Linked DNA regions of Salmo salar: region 1 is linked to region 2. Evidence: chromatin contacts called from public Hi-C data. All regions are on one chromosome and are shown on one strand. The core of a region is the stretch at or near the end of the contact, and the rest is flanking DNA. Distances in the headings are between cores, read along the strand shown. Region 1 holds the start of ptk7b (protein tyrosine kinase 7b). Region 2 overlaps ptk7b (protein tyrosine kinase 7b).

Region 1 (5,644 bases), core at 2,877-5,376, 89 kb before region 2:
CTGACTGATGTCTTGAGATGTTGCTTCAATATATCCACATAATTGTCCTACCTCATGATGCCATCTATTTTGAGAAGTGCACCAGGAACTCCTGCAGCAAAGCACCCCCACAACATGATGCTGCCACCCCGTGCTTCACGGTTGGGATGGTGTTATTCGGCTTGCAAGTCTTCCCCTTTTTCCTCCAAACATCATGTTGGTCATTATGGCCAAACAGTTCTATTTTTGTTTCATCAGACCAGGGGACATTTCTCCAAAAAGTATGATCTTTGTCCCCATGTGTAGTTGCAAACCGTAGTCTGGCTTTTTTATGGCGGTTTTGGAGCAGTGGCTTCTTCCTTGCTGAGCGGCCTTTCAGGTTATGTCGATATAGGACTCGTTTTACTGTGGATATAGATACTTTTGTACCTGTTTCCTCCAGAATCTTCACAAGGTCCTTTGCTGTTGTTCTGGGATTGATTGGCACTTTTCGCACCAAAGTACCTTCATCTCTAGGAGACAGAACGCGTCTCCTTCCTGAGCAGTATGACGGCTGCGTGGTCCCACGGTGTTTATACTTGCGTACTATTGTTTGTACAGACGAACGTGGTACCTTCAGGCGTTTGGAAATTGCTCCCAAGGATAAACCAGACTTGTGGAGGTCTACAATGTCTTGGCTGATTTCTTTTGATTTTCCCATGATGTCAAGCAAAGAGGCACTGAGTTTGAAGGTAGGCCTTGAAATACATCCACAGGTACACCTCCAATTGACTCAAATTATTTCAATTAGCCTATCAGAAGCTTCTAAAGCCATGACATCATTTTCTGGAATTTTCCAAGTTGTTTAAAGGCACAGTCAACTTAGTGTATGTAAACTTCTGACCCACTGGAATTGTGATACAGTGAATTATAAGTGAAATAATCTGTCTGAAAACAATTGTTGGAAAAATTACTTGTGTCATGTAGAAAGTAGATGTCCTAACCGACTTGCCAAAACTATAGTTTGTTAACAAGAAATTTGTGGAGTGGTTGAAAACAAGTTTTAATGACTCCAACCTAAGTGTATGTAAACTTCTGACTTCAACTATATATATATTCGTATTCCGGGGTCTGACATTGCTTGTTCTGATACTTCTTAATGTCTTCATTTTTATTTGGGGGATTTGTGTGTATTGTTTTGTATTGTTAGGTATACTTCACTGTTTGAGATAGAAACATAAGCATTCAGCTGCACCTGCGATTACATCTGTAAAATATGTTACGCGACCAATACAATTTGATTTGATTTGAGAAGTTATAGCGGGTGCAGCGACATGCTTATTTTACTAGCTCTTAACAATACAGAAAAATGTTAGGTACACAAATAATAAAATAAATAAAGATTGACAAGAAATCAAGAAATGTCGGAAAAAATCCAATACCTACCCAAATAGCACTGAAACAGTAATCCGAATGCAATCCATACGTACCTACACCGGATGAATTTACACAAGATATCCTAGGCATGATATGTATAGCAGTAGATATATTAGAGTGAGCTATGTCAAGAATCCAGTATATAAATAAATATGCGGTGAGTATAAACAGTATAACTAAAATGCTATCTACAGTAGTAGAAATATTAGAATGAGCTATGTCGAGAAAACATTATATAAATAGACAGTACAAAACCCCATAGGAAAATGTATGGAATTGTAGGAAATTATCTTCAAGGATATAAGTAATATATGTATGTATAGACATTATGAACAGTATGTGAATAGAAAAGGTGAGTATAGCAGTATTTATAGCATGAGCCATGACCAGAACACAGTATATACTGTAATACTGTATAAAGTGTGTTAATTAGTGTGTAAACATTATTAAAGTGACCAATGTTGACTATATGTACATAGGGAAGTGGGATCTAAGGTGCAGGGTAGAGTACCGGGTGGTAGCCGGCTAGTGACAGTGTCTGAGGTTCAGGGCAGGATACTGGGCGGAGACCAGCTAGTGGTGACTGTTAAACATTCTGATGGCCTGGAGATAAACAGATTCTATCAGTCTCTCGGTCCCAGCTTTGATGCACCTGTACTGTCTACGCCTCCTAGATGGTAGCGGGGTGAACAGGCCGTGGCTCGGGTGGCTGGAGTCCTTGACGATGTTCTTGGCATTCCTGTGACACCGGTTGCAGTAGATGTCCTGGAGGGCAGGCAGTGTGCCCCAGATTATGCGATGGGCTGTCCACTCCACCCTCTGGAGAGCCCTGTGGTCTCTGACGGTGCAGTTGACGTACCAAGCGATGATACTGCCCAACAGGATGCTCTCAATGGTGCAACTGTAAACATTTGTGAGGGTCTTAGCGGCCAAGACACATTTCTTCAGCCTCCTGAGGTTGAAGAGGCGCTGTTGTGCCTTCTTCACCACACTGTCTGTGTGAAGGGACCATTTCAGTTCGTCAGTGATGTGTGCGCCGAGAAACTTGAGACTTTTGACCCTCTCCACGGCGGCCCCGTCTATGTGGGTGGGGGTGTGCTCTCTCTGCTGTTGTCCACAATCAGCTCCTTCGTTTTGTTGACGTTGAGGGAGAGGTTATTTCCCTTGCACCACTCCGCCAAGGCATTCACCTCCTTCCTGTTAGGCTGTCTCATTGTTGTTGGTAATCAGGCCTACCACTGTTGTGTTGTCAGCAAACTTGATGATTGAGTTGGAGACGTGCATGGTAACCGATGTGAAATGGCTAGCTAGTTAGCGGTGGTGCACGCTAATAGCGTTTCAAATCGGTGACGTCACTCGCTCTGAGACCTTGAAGTAATTGTTCCCCTTGCTCTGCAAGGGCCGCAGCTTTTGTGACGCGATGGGTAACGATGCTTCGTGGGTGTCAGTTGTTGATGTGTGCAGAGGGTCCCTGGTTCAAGCCCAGGTTGGGGGGAGGAGAGGGACGGAAGCTGAACTGTTACATTGATGCTGTTGACCCGGATCACTGGTTGCTGTGGAAAAGGAGGAGGTCAAAAGGGGGGTGAGTGTAACCGATGTGAAATGTCTAGCTAGTTAGCAGTGGTGCGCGCTAATAGCGTTTCAATCAGTGACATCACTCGCTCTGAGACCTTGAAGTAGTTGTTCCCCTTGCTCTGCAAGCGCCGTGGCGCGATGGGTAATGATGCTTCGTGGGGTGTCAGTTGTTGATGTGTGCAGAGGGTCCCTGTTTTAAGCCCAGGTTGGAGCGAGGAGGAGGAAGCTATACTGTTACACATGGCCACGCAGTCATGGATGAACAGGAGGGGGCTGAGCATGCACCCCTGTGGGCCCCTGTGTTGAGGATCAGCGTGGCGGAGGAGTTGTTGCCTATCTTCACCACTTGGGGTCGGCCTGTCAGGAAGACCAGGACCCAGTTGCACAGGGAGGGTTTCAGACCATAACTAGCCTCTCAAAGCACTTCATGATTACAGAAGTATGTGCTACGGGGAATAGACATTTAGTTCAGTTACCTTCGCTTTCTTGGGTACAGGAACGATGGTAGACATCTTGAATCAAGTGGGGACAACAGACTGGGATAGTGAGAGAAGGCTGTAAACACTCCAGCCAGCTGGTCTGCACATGCTCTGAGGATTCCGCTTGGGATTCTGTCTGGGCCGGCAGCTTTGCTAGTCTTAACCCGCATACATGTCTTACTCACATTGGCCACAGATTCACAAGGTCTATTCATGAGATGAATGCCAATCAAGAAGATTCTATTCTTATGCCTTTCCTAACTTGTAGGCTAGTAATGAACGTGTTACTACAGAAGTGTCCAAGAGTGGACAGGCTGTCAGTGTAAACTTGACCCTTTGATCGCCAAAGTCCAGGATGCATAAAGGTAACATTAGGTAACAAGCATTTCACTACACACGCAATAACATCTGCTAAACACGTGTATGTGACCAATAATTGTTTTGAATTACGCCTGGCTGAGAAATCAAAATCATTTGTTAGGCTATACAAACTGTACATTTAGGAAATTATTTTGAATAATTTGCAGTGGAGCTATAGTGTTTCCATAACAATTAAGTTATTTAATACACGTTGAACAAATCTCTCCTGGCTACTTTCAACCAGAGGGAAGCAGCATTGTATTTTTTATCCCTAGCATGCGATTACCAGCCTAGATACCGGAAGCGACGGCAATGGGAGTGAGTAAGAGTGCGCGTTGTAGGAGAAAAAGACGAGTTCCAGGCACCGGTGATCGAGACTCATGTGGGTTCAGGACTGAACAGGTCTTTTGATCGGATTTCTAGGTGGACGGCTCATAAGAGAGAGGTGGAATACGAAATCAACCAAAAGATTGTGCAAATACTAGATTAATATTCCCAATCTACATTTCTATTACAGACTACAAGAAGAACATGGGATATATGGCAAACTTGTTTTCCAAATTGATCTAACTATTCAGTCATATCTAAACAGTGCTCTTTTACGTGGTTGTCTTCCCTCTTTGTACTCCCGGAGAGGTGGTTGAAGTAGGTTGTCATACCTTCCATACCTTCTGCTCGACCTGCATAGGTTGTGCTCTTTTTGCGCAGACGTTGACGTGCGGAGTTCCCTGTTTTCCTTTTGTCGCTACAGTCGCTAGTACCAAGTAGCTTACAATCATGGAACTATCTACGAAGAATGACCGACAACGGCGAGAAGGCAATACAAACTCTAAGGTTACCAACACCAGAAAGCCACCGGTGGCTACTTTCCTCTCAATTGGCATTATTTGCATGAAAGGTAAGCTATAAACTCGCAAGGCATTCACTGTAGTCTACACACGAGCAGCCTATTAGCTTAGAAAGTATTGTCCGAGCTAAGGAATTCAAGCGCGGGATTTCTATACATTATTTGCAAATTGTATTTAACCTTTTATTTAACTAGGCAAGTCAGTTAAGAACAAATTCTTATTTACAATGATGGCCTACACCGGCCAAACTCGGAAGACGCTGGGCCAATTGTGCGCCGCCCTATGGGACTCCCAATCACGGCGGGTTGTGATACAGTCTATCTAGATCAAGTTTGACATCAGCTTCTTCATAGGGTTTTCAGTAGATAACTGCCCACGGTTGGTTGCCTGTGAACTACAATCCGACGCTGTGTTTTAATGTTTAGAAATGTTAATAATCGTTTGCAAAACGGTTTTCGAAACATGTTGATATGCCCCTTCTCTCAGCCTGAAATAATCTTAACAATAAAAAGATACTGTAGCAGCCATAGCCTTGGGAAGTAGGAGTGCTTCAGCACACCCAGAAGAAGGAAAATAAATAAAATTATATATATATATATATATATATATATATATATATATATATATAGTACAAAAGTAGTGCACCAGCCTTTACTAGTATTAGGGATAGATATAGACGTCTGTAGGGCCACAATTTCCCCCCCCAGCATCTCTGCTTTGGCAAAAAAAGTAGTTGTATAATTACCCGATAATGCCCGAGAAGCCGGTATTTGGAGGATATATTGTCACCGGTGTTGTTCGTCTCGGGCCTGCAAATCGTGCCAATATATCCTCCAAACACCGGCTTCGAGGGCAATATCACTTTTATACAACGGGTTACCAACATATTCAAATAATGATTGACATATTTCCATTAAAAAACTTTTTTGGGGTGAATTTATTCATACTATTTCATCCTTCCACAAGATATGCCCTGGCACAAATCTA
Region 2 (5,268 bases), core at 1,031-3,530:
TCAGGTTTAGACGGCAGGGGGTTCTGGGTAATTAAGCTTTTATGACTGCACAGTGCTGCTTACTCACCGGATCCAGCCAGGCTCTTCTAGGAAGAGAGCCTGCATTGTATGACCGCAGAGCTGCCTGGAAAATGTCTGGCCTCCAGGTTTGTTTGATTTGGTCCAGCCAGACGCAGCATCTACGTGTGTGTGTTTGTGTGTGTGGGTGTGACAGAGACGTCAGCCTTAAATCTCCACAGACCCACACTCATCAGAGGCTACCCGTGTTTTCCTCCCGGGTTGTGTTCAATCTGGCGTTTTGCAATGAGAAGTACAAAATGAGAGTTTCATATTGGACAAGTCTGTCCCTGTTGTAGTCGGTTTTCTTCTGTTTGGTGGAATGAACGACCCTGGATTCCTAATAGAAAATGAGGATGGGAAAACACTTGAGTGCCTTCCCTTACCTTCCCACCCCCCAGGTCTGAATATTGAATGCCATGTCTTGTTTATTTATTGAGCCCCACTATGACCCTGCTCCCCTAACAGGCCCACTCAAATAAAATAAAATAAAATGTTATTTGTCACATGCTTCATAAACAACAGGTGTGGACTTACTTACTTCCCAACAATGCAGAGAGAAAGAAAATAATAGAAAAGTAAAATGCGTTATAATAAAAGTAACAATAGATACACAATGAGTAACGATAACTTGGCTATTTACAAGCAGTACCAGTACCGAGTCAATGTGCAGGGGTAATAGGTAATTGAGGTAGATATGTACTGTACATATAACTAGGAATAAAGTGTCAGAGAGTAAACAGTAGCAGCAGCGTATGTCATGAGTCAAAAAAGGGTCAATGCAGATTGTCCGGGTAGCTATTTGGTTAACTATTTAACTAACTATTTATCAGTCTTATGGTTTGGGGATAGAAGCTGTTCAGGATCCTGTTGGTTCCAGACGTGGTGCATTGGTACCACTTGCCATGCAGTAGCAGAGAGAACAGTCTATGATTTGGGTGGCTGGAGCCTTTGACAATTTTTAGGGCCTTCCTCTGACATCGCCTGGTATAGAGGTCCTTGATGGCAGGGAGATCGGCCCCAGTGGTGTACTGGGAAGTATGCAGGGATGCCGGGAGTGAGCATTCATTCTCAGGAAAACAATGAATATTGCCTTCTGATCACTTCAATAATTCCATTGGTTGTTGAAAATGTGCTTATGCCACAGGGGTTAGAGAGGGTTTTTAAGAAAACTGATAACGAGGAGGCAGGGGGGTGGGGCTGTTTTCCTGCCGGATTGTTACCATAGTGATGTGTAAGGCCTAGTTGAAAGGGGGAGGTGTGTTGGTGTCGTTTGTATGTGAACAGTGTCTGTGCAGGAGAAGTTGGTTGATCTGTCATATTCAGGTTACAGTATGAGGCTCTTATGCATTAGTGGAATGGAGGAACATATTTCACCACGGAGGATCCTGCAGCTTGAGTGGAGGAATATCTGGCCCAGAGCTGAGTGTGTGTGTGTGTGTGTGAGTGTGTGAGTTTGTGCATGTGTGTGTGCAAACCCTACAGTTAATCTTTCCAAGGAGCTCCATCTCCCTGACACTCCCCATGCCCATTCAGCCATCCTTTCACTCCCAACCTGTCTCTGGCACTAGATCAGTGAGCTAATATTGGTGCGCTCACAGGAATTTAAGTCATTATCTCACTGTTTTTAATTATGCAACTGAAGACATATTAGGTGTTTGTTTGATGTGTATGGCAATAGTCTGACTTTGGATTGACTTAAAATAAGGCTGTACTGGAATAGACAAGTGTACAGGCTGGGGATATTTTTATCCTCCCAAGCACCCCCCCCAACCTACCCAGCCTCCTCCAGTCTCCCCTATCCTTTTAAGATAGTGCCAGACTAATGGGTATTACAGACACCCCGCCCTCCCCCTCATCACCAAAAAGCCCAAATGTCTCTCTGAGGCAAAAGATTCGCTGGCAGCAGAATGAAGGAAATGAGGAATTCAGACTCCTCTCTTCCCCAGTTACATACCTCTAGTCCTCTCTCTTCCTCCCCTCCTGACCTTCTTTCTACCCTCTTTACTATTCTCTACATTTCTCCGCTGATCTTTCTCCTCCTTCGTTCTTTCTCTCTGCTTCGCTATTCCCTATATTCTTCCTCCTCTCTTCTTCCTTATTTCCTTCCTCCTTTCTACCTGCTTCACACATCTCGTTGTTGGCACATAGATCTGGCCGGAGCCCAGGTGCACACATGAGCCATGTCAGCCTGCAGAGAAAGAGGGGGAAGGGACAGACCTAGAGAGACAGAAAGAACAAATTTGAGGCCAGGACCAGGACAGGCAGCCAAGGATATTCATAGTCCATCTGCTGCCAAACAACACCACTGAGGGAAGCATCAGTTATCACCACCACTGATGCGAATAGCATCTTCTGCCATTCTGAAGACTTATTGTTCTAGTGCCTGATCTCAGCAGCCCGTAGTGTCTCTGACTGTCCCTAGCTGATGGTTAGTTTTGCAGAGCTAACCACAGGTCACAACACTCTGTCTCTGCTTCCTGATGCTAACTGTGTCTTTCCTCTCATCTTCCTTCACTCTCTGTTTAAACCGTTGGCAGTGCTAATCCTCACAGATTGTTATTTCAGAGTAGAGCTGGTACGATAAACCTAGAATTAACGACACTGACAAAACCAAACCAGTTAATAGCATTGTGGATATTTTGCTGTTATCGTTCATTATGATAAATAACCTATAGGGCCTTACTAAAGATAATTGAAGTTTAAAATGAAATAGGTTTGCTAATATTATTTATGTGACAATTGATAGCTACAACATTACAATTAGGAGCTGTAGTTTTAAGGGTAATATAAAAAAAAGTCTAACTCTGGTGCACATGAATGTTATAAACTTAGCGTTCAATTTATCATTATCGTGATATGGATATTTTCCCATATTGCCCAACTCTATTTCAGAGGCAGGAGACGTGAAGGCATCCTCCCCCTACTATCTATCCCCTTCATCCCTCTCCTTCCCTTTCCATACCCCCTATCCTCTCCCTTACTCTGCTTCATCTCAGAGCTGTCATATTACTCATTCAAGTCTACAGTATCTCTGTAGGGGAAGGATTTTAGCATCACACAAGTTAGAGTTCTGGGTTTTTCCCCTAGCGCTGGGTCAGTGGTCATATTGATCATTCAAGGCTATCTCTCCAGTTTGAGTTCCGGTTCTTTCCCTGTCCACTGGGCCACTTCGGCCTGGATAATCTATCAGCAGTCATATTGATCTTTCAAAGCTACTGTATCTCTGTAGGGGAATGATTTTAGCCTGACACCAGTTGAGGTTCTCCCCCTGAGCACTGAGCCACTTGGTCTGGAATAACTGTCTGTTTAATGGGCACTGTTTGCATGGTCACAGAATGCTGAGCTCTTCTGTTGTACAGTCTCCTAATCTTCCATCTCTGGCTCCCAATTCTGGAAAATATTGGAATGTTGGTTATTGTGCCTTTATTTTCAGTCTGATATGAAATCTGTGAAGTTATGTAGCCTTCGCTTTAGTCTGAGCTGTTAACACTATCATGTAAATAGCTTGTAGTAGATTTTGACCGTGTGGACATTGTGTGTGTAGAACAGTCCTCTCTTTGAGATATAAGCACCAGGGTCGTGTTCATTAGGGCATCCCTGTAAACCATAATGAGTCGTTTGGATGTCCGCGGATCATCACAAAATGTTCTTGGGACATTGTGTATTGTTCTCATGGAGGTTTGGTGTAGTTCCCAGTTTGTCCCAGGGATGTCCCCGAGGACATTCTTGGGATGTTGTGTCATGGTCTACTGGAGATTTTGTCTAGTCCCGGGGATGTCCCCGAGGACGTCTTATGGACGTTTTTGGGATGTTGTGTCATGGTCCCATGGAGGTTTTTGTCTACTTCCTGGTTTGTCCCTCGGACGTCATCCGATTGTATCAAATAAATGTTCAATGACTGATTTCACCTGTGGACTTATTCCTACACTTTGCACTTCAAAGTAAGTCTCAGTTCTGTTAAAAAAAACACTGAAAAAAAACTATTATATTTATTGTAGTGATTCAGAAGTAACATTAAAACAGAATAATATGCCCCACCAACATTAGACAACTATACTAAAAACCCAAACTCAGATAGCTGAAATAAGTCAATGAAAGCAATGGGAGAATATTTAGAATATTTACTGATAATTAAAATAGCAGTGCATGTGGTCAGTACTAAGTGACAATGTAAAATGTAATCATATTGTCATAGAGTAAAGATTTTTACACTATTTTAGCTAAACAGCGTATCACTTACATTAAAACCCTGATACTATTTAATTACTTTACTTATAATGGTTTGGGACACCTGGGACCATCACGTGACATAAACCTCCAGGGGACCATGACACAATGTCCTAAAAACGTCCCCGGGACAAACCGGGAACTATACAAAACCTACAAGGGATTAGGACACAATGTCCCAAGAACATCCCAAAGAACATCAGTGAGATAACGTTGTGACGAAACCCTTAAGGGACCTAATGGGAACATCACCGAATGTCCTTAGAACACCCACTGTTTGCTGCGATTAAATTTTTTTTAATGCTTTGCAATGGAAAAGGAAAATGCGCATTTTTGTAGTCCGTTTTCTTCCATTTGGAGCCTAATGAACATGACCCAAATAGTCCTGTAGGCCATGTTTTCCTCCAACTTCGGGAGGAAAAAGAGACGGATGGCAACAACAAACCAGCTCTACTGTACCTGAGTGAATCCTAATCCAGCCGAATCTGCTAATTGGCTCTATATTCACTATATACACACACACACACACACACACACACACACACACACACACACACACACAGATAGACCGTAGGTTATGGGTTCTTTAATAACACTGTGCAGACACACACATACTCACTGATACACTGACTGTCACGCACCATGTGTAATAACACCACAGCCCTCTTTCATGGCCACGATCAGATACTGTCTGCGAATGGAGCATGGGCATGTTTTTCTCCTCCTCTTTCTCTTTTCCTCCTCCTCGACGCCTGGTGCTCCATACTGGGTTGTATAACCTCTTGTCCCTGCATTCCCCTCCTGGATAGCTCATGTTCGGTTTTCCAGGGCTTCTGACTGTGTTGCGTGGCACTCTAGTGGGATGCATTAGGCTGCCGTTGTTTCAGCACTCAGCCTTTTATGAGTGGGTGTTGAAAACTGTTGAGAGCTCGCTATGCACCGACATCTCTATTTTAGATAGGCTGTGACAGACTTATGAGG

What was found. Hi-C and Micro-C count contacts between places; a contact is called where the count stands out from the background.
Region 1: a contact with region 2 is called in a Hi-C map of muscle, with 3 times the contacts expected there. The contact joins the promoter of ptk7b here to the enhancer-like site in region 2. A contact is called at or near these places in 2 of 3 Hi-C or Micro-C datasets (gill and muscle).

Annotation. Positions count from the first base shown.
Region 1 is chrssa18:4,416,594-4,422,237 of Ssal_v3.1, reverse strand. It overlaps ptk7b (protein tyrosine kinase 7b), which reads left to right and starts at 4,126. Exons shown (of 20, transcript XM_045700655.1): 1 at 4,126-4,707. The coding sequence starts at 4,587.
Region 2 is chrssa18:4,326,298-4,331,565 of Ssal_v3.1, reverse strand. All of the region lies in intron 1 of ptk7b (protein tyrosine kinase 7b), which reads left to right. Among protein-coding and RNA genes, the nearest start is that of ptk7b, 89 kb to the left of the region's middle. Within about 2 kb of position 2,280, at least 1 of the 13 cell types and tissues checked has an H3K27ac peak or open chromatin away from gene starts, as enhancers often do. A contact at or near this core is called in muscle, where this site is marked.